Linked DNA regions of Sus scrofa: region 2 is linked to region 1. A link is a contact called in public Hi-C data. All regions are on one chromosome and are shown on one strand. Each heading gives the region's core, a stretch centred on a gene start, on an enhancer-like site or on the middle of the called end of the contact. The rest is flanking DNA. Distances are from core to core; before and after follow the strand shown.

Region 1 (3,516 bases), core at 473-2,972:
GGCTGCATAGGTGACATATGGAATTTCCCAGAGCTAAGGGTCAAATCAGAGCTATAGCTGCCAGCCTACACCACAAGCCACAGGAACTGTCAGACCTGTGCTGCATCCACAACCTATGCCAGCAAGACCAGATCCACTGAGTGAGGCCAGGGATCAGACCTGCATCCTCATGGATAATTTTTGGGATCTTAACCTGCCGAGCTGCAGCAGGAACTCCTAGCACTTGCTTACATTTTTTAAAAGGGCATTTTCAATTAAGAATTTAAGAGTTTTTTCTTTAATTTGAGGTTACTGATAAGAACTAACATGCATTGAGCTCTTAATCTGTTCTAGGGCCTCTCTATACACAGGGTCAGGTAGATCTTACAAGGAGGTATTGCTGCAGAAACTCGGCCTGTGTTCGTTGGTGCCACATAGACCTCAGAGACAGTTTTGGGCAAGAATAGAGAGGAGTAGCTTTCATTGCTTTGCCGGGCAAAGGAGGCCACAGCAGGCTAATGCTCTAAAGACTGTGCCTTCCCTTGAGAGAGAATAGGAAGAGGTCCTAGAGTTTAGGAGTGGAAAATAGGGCCAGAGATGAGGATCGGGGCAGCTGTGGGCCTATTTTCTTCTTCGAAGCTGGTATCAGGTGGCCCTGGCAGGTTCCGTGGTTCTTGAGGACCCTCCTTCCTTAGGGCCTTCTCTCTGGAGTGAAGACTGCTTCACCAGGTAGTTAACATTTTCCATTTGGTGGAGGTTTTAACCCCCAAACGTTAGAATCTGACCGTAGAAAAGAACATGAAAGTTCACCTAATTCAACTGCTTACCCCCCACATTTCTTCTATAGCAGTAGTTTCCAGACTCTGGCTGTTTTTTGACCCATTGTATTAAAGTCATTTAAAAAACCAAAGCAGGAGGTCCTGTCCTGGCACAGCAGAAACAAATCCGACTGGGAACCATGAGGTCGACGGGTTCGATCCCTGGCCTTGCTCCGTGGGTTAAGGATCCAGCGTTGCCATGAGCTGTGGTGTAGGTCGCAGATGAGGCTCGGATCCTGCGTTGCTGTGGCTCTGGCGTAGGCCGGCAGCTACAGCTCTGATTTGACCCCTAACCTGGGAACCTCCATATGTCATGGGTGCGGCCCTAAAAAAAAAAAAAAAAAAAAAAAAAAAAGGCAAAAATAAATAAATAAATAAATAACCAAAGCAAACCAACAAAACAAAAAACCAAATTCCTGAAACCACCTTCCTCTCCAGCTCTCCACTCCTCCCCCGTCACCACCCCCTCCTCGGTCACGTTCTGACACTGTGGCTTTGCACTGAGGTCTGGAGATTCCTAGCAAAGCTTCCCAGGTAATTCTCCCAGCAGGGCTGGAGACGGTGTCCCGCCATAGAGCGGGGGGATTAAGAGAGGGCTTGGGGCAGGAGAAGAGGGAGCTGGCTTGAATTACCTCGAGGATCATTACCTGGAGGCGGGAAGGTAGGCAATCACAAGCCTGTACAGCAGACTGGCTTTCAGAAACTGTCAGGTCCATTTGAAAAAAATGCAGAACACTAGTGCTTTTTTTTTTTTTTTTTTTAAATAATGAAAAGTCAAACAGAGACGGGGGAGCCAGCACCTTGCTTCTCTCCCACATGCTGCCTGAGCAAAGAGGCTTGTTGTTCAGGCCAAAGCTGAGTGAAACCTTAACGGATCTGATTTTTGTGCTTTGCTTTTAGCTGATGGCTGAGAGCAGCTGCGGCCGTGGAGGCCTTTGCTCACTGGCTGCTCCTCGGGCACAGTGAATTGCTGTCCCTCGGAGGCTCAGGGAGTGTTACCACAACACAGGCAGCTGCAGGAAATGCCCTGGGGGTGGCTCTGTGATGTGCAGACCGGAGCCCCCATGTTTGCCATCCCAGAAATGGGCTACCAGGAGTTCCCGCTGTGGCTCAGTGGGTTAAGAACCTGATACAGTGTCTCTTAGGATGCAGGTTCAATCCCTGACCTTGCAGGTTAAGGGTCCCATGTTGCTGCAAGCTGCACTGTAGGTCCAGATATGGCTTGGATCCAGTGTTGCTGTGGCTGTGGTGCAGGCCGGCAGCTGCAGCTTCAATTCAGCTGCTAGGCTGGGAACTTCTATATGCTGCAGATGTGGCCCTGAAAAGAAAACAAGAAACAGAAAGAAGGAAAATGAAATGGGCTCCCAGAGATGGGCTGCCTTTTGGCCGACGGTCACTAACTCCCACGGGGTGTAAGTGACGGACGAAGCCCAGTGATTCCCAGCTCACACCTCCTTGTGGTTGGAACATGATGCCAGCTCATCACTGGGCCCTGGCTCCGTGGAGGTGAACTTGTGGTTATTGGAGGACTTGGGGGTGCAGCCAGAGTCTTTGCTTCCATTAAAGTGAAAACATTTATCTGGCCAAATGAAGCCACCCTGGACGATTCTAAAAGCAAATGTCCTTTAGCTATTTTGTGTCTGATGTTTGTCTTCCTGTGTATTCTCTCTTATCTGGGGACTTTGTGGATTTCCTAAAAATCAATACAAGAGGCTGAAAGGAAGTTAGCATGAGCCACTGGGAAGAGCTGCATTAAAACAGAGGGAAGCGAAGGCAAAGAGGCCTCAATCGGTAAACATCTGTGGGCCCCGCCCCGCGTTGTTCTATGAAAAGATGAAAAATAAAGGCAGGCACAACTTTCCTGGGTCTCTCAGGCGTCTGAAGAGGCAACACAGGGAGGCCCTGAAAAGACGGATTCTAATCAGAGACCCCGGGTTTCAATCTTGGCTCTGCCACTTATCCAACTTGTCCCCTCTGAGTCTCATTTTTCTCATCTGTAAAGTGGGGAAGTGAGGCTAGGAAATCTTCACGAGAGTAACATGAGGTTACCTGAACTATTAGTACGTCCAACGGGATGAGCTCAGATAAGCCACCTGATAAGACGCTCCTGATGGAGTTCCCATCGTGGCTCAGTGGAAATGAATCTGACGGGCATCCATGAGGATGCAGGTTCGATCCCTGGCCTCGCTCAGTGGGTTAAGGATCCAGCATTGCTGTGAGCTGTGGTGTAGGTCGCAGATGCGGCTCGGATCATCTGGCGTTGCTGTGGCTGTGGTGTAGACCAGAAGCTGCAGCTCCGATTCAGCCCCTAGCCTGGGACTCTCCATATGCTGCAGGTGTGGCCCTAAAAAAATAAATAAATAAAATAAAATGATTATGAGTGTGGACTCAGTCTGACTTCATGAAAGGAACATTTATGCATGTAATAAACTATTACAACAAAGTAAAAGAAAAACTAGTAAACTATGTTCAATTCATACCACAAAATGCTTGTTTCCCACATATATCAAGAATTACTAAAATTTAATAATAAAGTCACGGAGTTCCTGTTGTGGCTCAGCAAGTTAAGGAGTGGACAGTGTCTTCATGAGGATGTGGGTTCGATCCCTGGCCTTGCTCAGGGGGTTAAGAGTCCAGCATTGCCACAAGCTGCACCATAGCTTGCAGATGTGTCTTGGATCCGGTATTGCCATGGCTGTGGCCTAGGCCTCAGCGGCAG
Region 2 (3,516 bases), core at 761-3,260, 850 kb after region 1:
GGCGATATGATAATTGCCTGGAGGGGCACCAACAATAAATGCTAAAGAAGCTCGAAGAAAAGAGCACGTAGAGATCCGGAAAGATAGCTTAGATGGCTTTGCGGCTGCACAGGACACATCCAGGAATAACCAGTGAAAGTCCAAAAAAGACAAATTCAGCTAATTAACAAGGAAGAAAAAACTTTTGAAGAATTAGCTAATGTCTGTGGATGAAGTAAAATCCTACATATCCTCCAATACTGTACTGAATGGGTGATTGCTCAGGACAACCCGTGAGTCTACAATTCTTTTTTTTTTTTGAGACCCTGGCTGCTCTGAGAATTAGGTGAGCCTCCCTTTAGGGTTTCCCAGTGAATAGTTTTCTGTTTACACCGTTGAGAACTATGGCCACGAGAGGGCAGTAGAGAGCCTGCCGGAATACTTGGACGTGTTGAGTCAACTCGCCTGTGCTCTCATCGCGAGCAGGGACTACGCAGATCCTGCGAGCTCGCTGGGGTCTAGCTTGCAAGCCTCTTTCGCAAAGCCAGGCCCAGAGGCTGCGGAGATACCGAGACTCTACATGGCACGGGAGCAATGGTCGGCACTGAGGCATTGCCATCCGACATTCAGACCCCTCTCACTTTGGGTTATTAAAATAAGTTTTACCGCCACCGCTCTGATTCCCTTGCCCTGATTCCCTTGCCAGGCAGGCTCCCTGGGTCCGGATACAGAAAACTTCCCACTGGTCCCTGCCGCCCCCCCCCCACACACACACTTGCCAGATGCCCCCGATCCCTAATAGAGCTGGAAGCTTGAGAGCAGGGCTCATTTTTGCCTTATAAAAATTAGAATGAGTAACAACAACTTCAAACCTCATTTGACAGCTTGTTGGCTTTTTGAGATTCACGAGCAGAAGCAATTTGCCTGCACGTATTCCGAGAACCCCTTCTTAACCTCATCAGCCATGGCCGGTACCTCCCAACGCACCCCTCAAATTAAAGACCAAGAGGGAGGTGTGCAGGATGTGCGCGGGCACAGGTGGTGCTCCAGGAGGGGAAGCCCACGTCCCCACTGCCCTCACCCGCTCTGTCTGCGTCCTGAGCTCCGGCACCGGAGCCCTAGCCAGCTGGGCTTGCCAGGCCTCCACCCGGATCCCAGGCCCCGGGCAGGATTTTTGTTGCCCCCTCGGCCACTTAAGGTGGCCGGTGGATCCGGGCTGAGCCGGGCGCAGGAAAGCAGCGGGGCCGCCTCCCGATGCCCAGCCTCATTCTCCTTTGTTGACAGCTGGCGGAGGAGGAAGTCCGGGCGGGCGGGGTGGGGGCAGGGGCTGGCTGCGGCGGGCGGTGCCAGCGGCGGGCGCGGCCCCAGCCCGGGCAGGCGCGGCCAGCAAGGAAGGGGTTAACGCGCGCGGCCTCTATGATAATGAGCTGCATGGTAATATAGGGAGGCCGGCGCTGTGGGCTCTGCCGCCGCCGCCGCTGCCCGCCGGCCGCCGCCGCCCGCCGGCCGGAGCCTGAGCTGCCGGGCGGAGCGGCGTCCGCGCCAGACTGGAGCTGGAGGGCGGCGGAGCGCAGTTGCTGGGAATTTTTCAGCCGGGAGGCCAGGCGATCCGGAGAGAGAGCCCGCGAGCTCGGGAGCGGCGGGGAACGCGGGCGCCGGAGCGAGCGAAGCAAACCTCGAAATAGATCCGGAGAGCCAGGTTCCCGGAGGAAGTGGGACTGTGAGCGGACCGGGAGCGAGAAGGGAAGGAAGCGCCGCGATTGCTGATGTCAGAGGAGCCCGGAAAGTCGCGCTGGAAAAATCTGAAGACGGCCGGGGCTTTGCTGCTTCCCAAGGAGACACAGCGCCAGCCACCCCCCACGCCCCCTCGGCGCCTCCCGGTTCCCCCCGCGAGCCGGCGACAGCGCCCGGTGGGGCTGCTGCGGGGCGGCAGAGGACTGAGGGGCGCGCGGACCGGAGACCGAGGGGCCACTTCAGGAATACAGATAAGTGGCTGCTGGCTTGACGTGGATTTTAATGAATTTGGACTCCATGTGGGTTTGGTCGTCTCGGTGATCACGAGCTGCTGGCGGCGAGAGGGACCGCACGCCGGCCTCGGCAGCCGGCGGCCAAAGCGGCCGCACCGGGGACGGAAGGACAGACCGACGTCGCCGAGCTGGGTAAGCGGAGCCCGGGGCCGGGCGATCGGCGTCCGCGGCGCCCTCCGCCCGCTCCCCCGAAGCGCGCCCGCCTCCGCGGGTCTCGGCCCCGAGCCCCCGGCTCCGCCGCGGCGGGCGAGTCCCCGCGCGGGGTCGGCCACTTTCCGCGGGCCGGAGCGCGGCGCGCGCGCCTGGGCGGGCGGACTCGCCGCCGCCGCCGCCGCCGCCTCCCGCCCGGGCTTCCCCGCGGGCGCCCCGCTTCCCCGCCGGGCTGCGGGCGGGCGGCGCACCTGCCGGCACCCTGCGGCCCCGGGGGCCTCGGGGGCCCCGGGGGCGGGGGGCTGTCCCACGAGCTGCAGCCGGATGCGGGTCTCGGTGACCCTGCACGAGCGGGAGAGCCCGGGCCACTGTGGCCGGCGCTCGGTGTGGGGGCGTTCACGCTGGTCCAGGAGTCCCCGGAGGCCGCCGACTGTTCCTTCAGAGCCAGGGACTTGGGAATCAAGGGGAAGGTCCCCTTTGCGCAGCTTCCAGAGGCTCCGGGGAGAGATTCCAGGGCAGCGAATGGGACAAGTGCCCCATACCCCCCTCTGCGCTTCCTTCTGGTGAAGCCCCCATCTGCACCATCCCCTGGTTTGAGGTTCCAGAGATGGCTGGGGGCCCAAGGAGGAGCTCGGCCAGGGTCCCAGAAGCTCCTTATTAATCATTTTAGACTCTTTCCCTCCTTGGGCTTCTTGCCCCACCCCAGAAGTGATATGGAGATCTTAGAAAATTCTAGCCCTTTTTAGCCATCCCACAGGTCCCTGGATCCATATGGTAGTCATGGGCTGGCTGACCAAAGAGAGAGTTGTGAGAAAATGCTGTTCCAGGTCCCTGACAACTAGCCACCTGTTCGGCCTGACCCTTGCCCCAGAGGAGCTGCCCACTTCAACTCAGCTCAGAAGGGTAGAGAATGGGGGTGGGGTGGGGGACTTGAGGTTCCATGTCAGTTGCGTCTAGAAACAAGGGCCTCATGAAGTGGTCATGGAAGTCAGCCTGGGTCTCCTGTGGGGATCTAAGAGCCTAGTGTATGCCACTGCATATCCCAGGAGCGGATGTGCAAGGGGCAGAAGACAGGACCCCTTTAAGGCCCTGGTTTGGGGGCCCAGCAGCTCAGAGGAACCCGCAGGAATGTGGGCACCCACTCACGCCCTTCCTTGCTGAGCACAGTGGACAAAGTTCGGGCACAGCAGATGGAGATGGGCAGCTGGGCTGGGCTGGACCTCCTGGGAGCAGGAGCCAGGCTGAGCTCCCGCCTCCCCTCCCCACACAAGAGCAGGCTCCTGTCCTCCTGGGCTTCTTTCCCAGACCTTGAAACTTCACGCTTCCCTCTGGGCAGGCTTTGGATTCTGGGGCCTTCCAC

What was found. A called contact is a pair of places that touch in the nucleus more often than the background predicts.
Region 2: a Hi-C map of fetal skeletal muscle shows a contact between it and region 1, with 2.1 times the contacts expected there. The contact joins the promoter of PLXNA2 here to the enhancer-like site in region 1. A contact is called at or near these places in 6 of 47 Hi-C or Micro-C datasets (brain, embryonic fibroblasts, fetal skeletal muscle and 3 more) and 1 of 2 datasets of contacts at active chromatin or transcription factors (skeletal muscle).

The regions. Positions count from the first base shown.
Region 1 is chr9:133,729,984-133,733,499 of Sscrofa11.1, forward strand. No RefSeq gene overlaps it. Among named protein-coding and RNA genes, the nearest start is that of MIR205, 210 kb to the left of the region's middle. Within about 2 kb of position 1,723, at least 2 of the 83 cell types and tissues checked have an H3K27ac peak or open chromatin away from gene starts, as enhancers often do. A contact at or near this core is called in fetal skeletal muscle, where this site is marked.
Region 2 is chr9:134,582,750-134,586,265 of Sscrofa11.1, forward strand. It overlaps PLXNA2 (plexin-A2), which reads left to right and starts at 2,011. Exons shown (of 35, transcript XM_021063894.1): 1 at 2,011-2,138.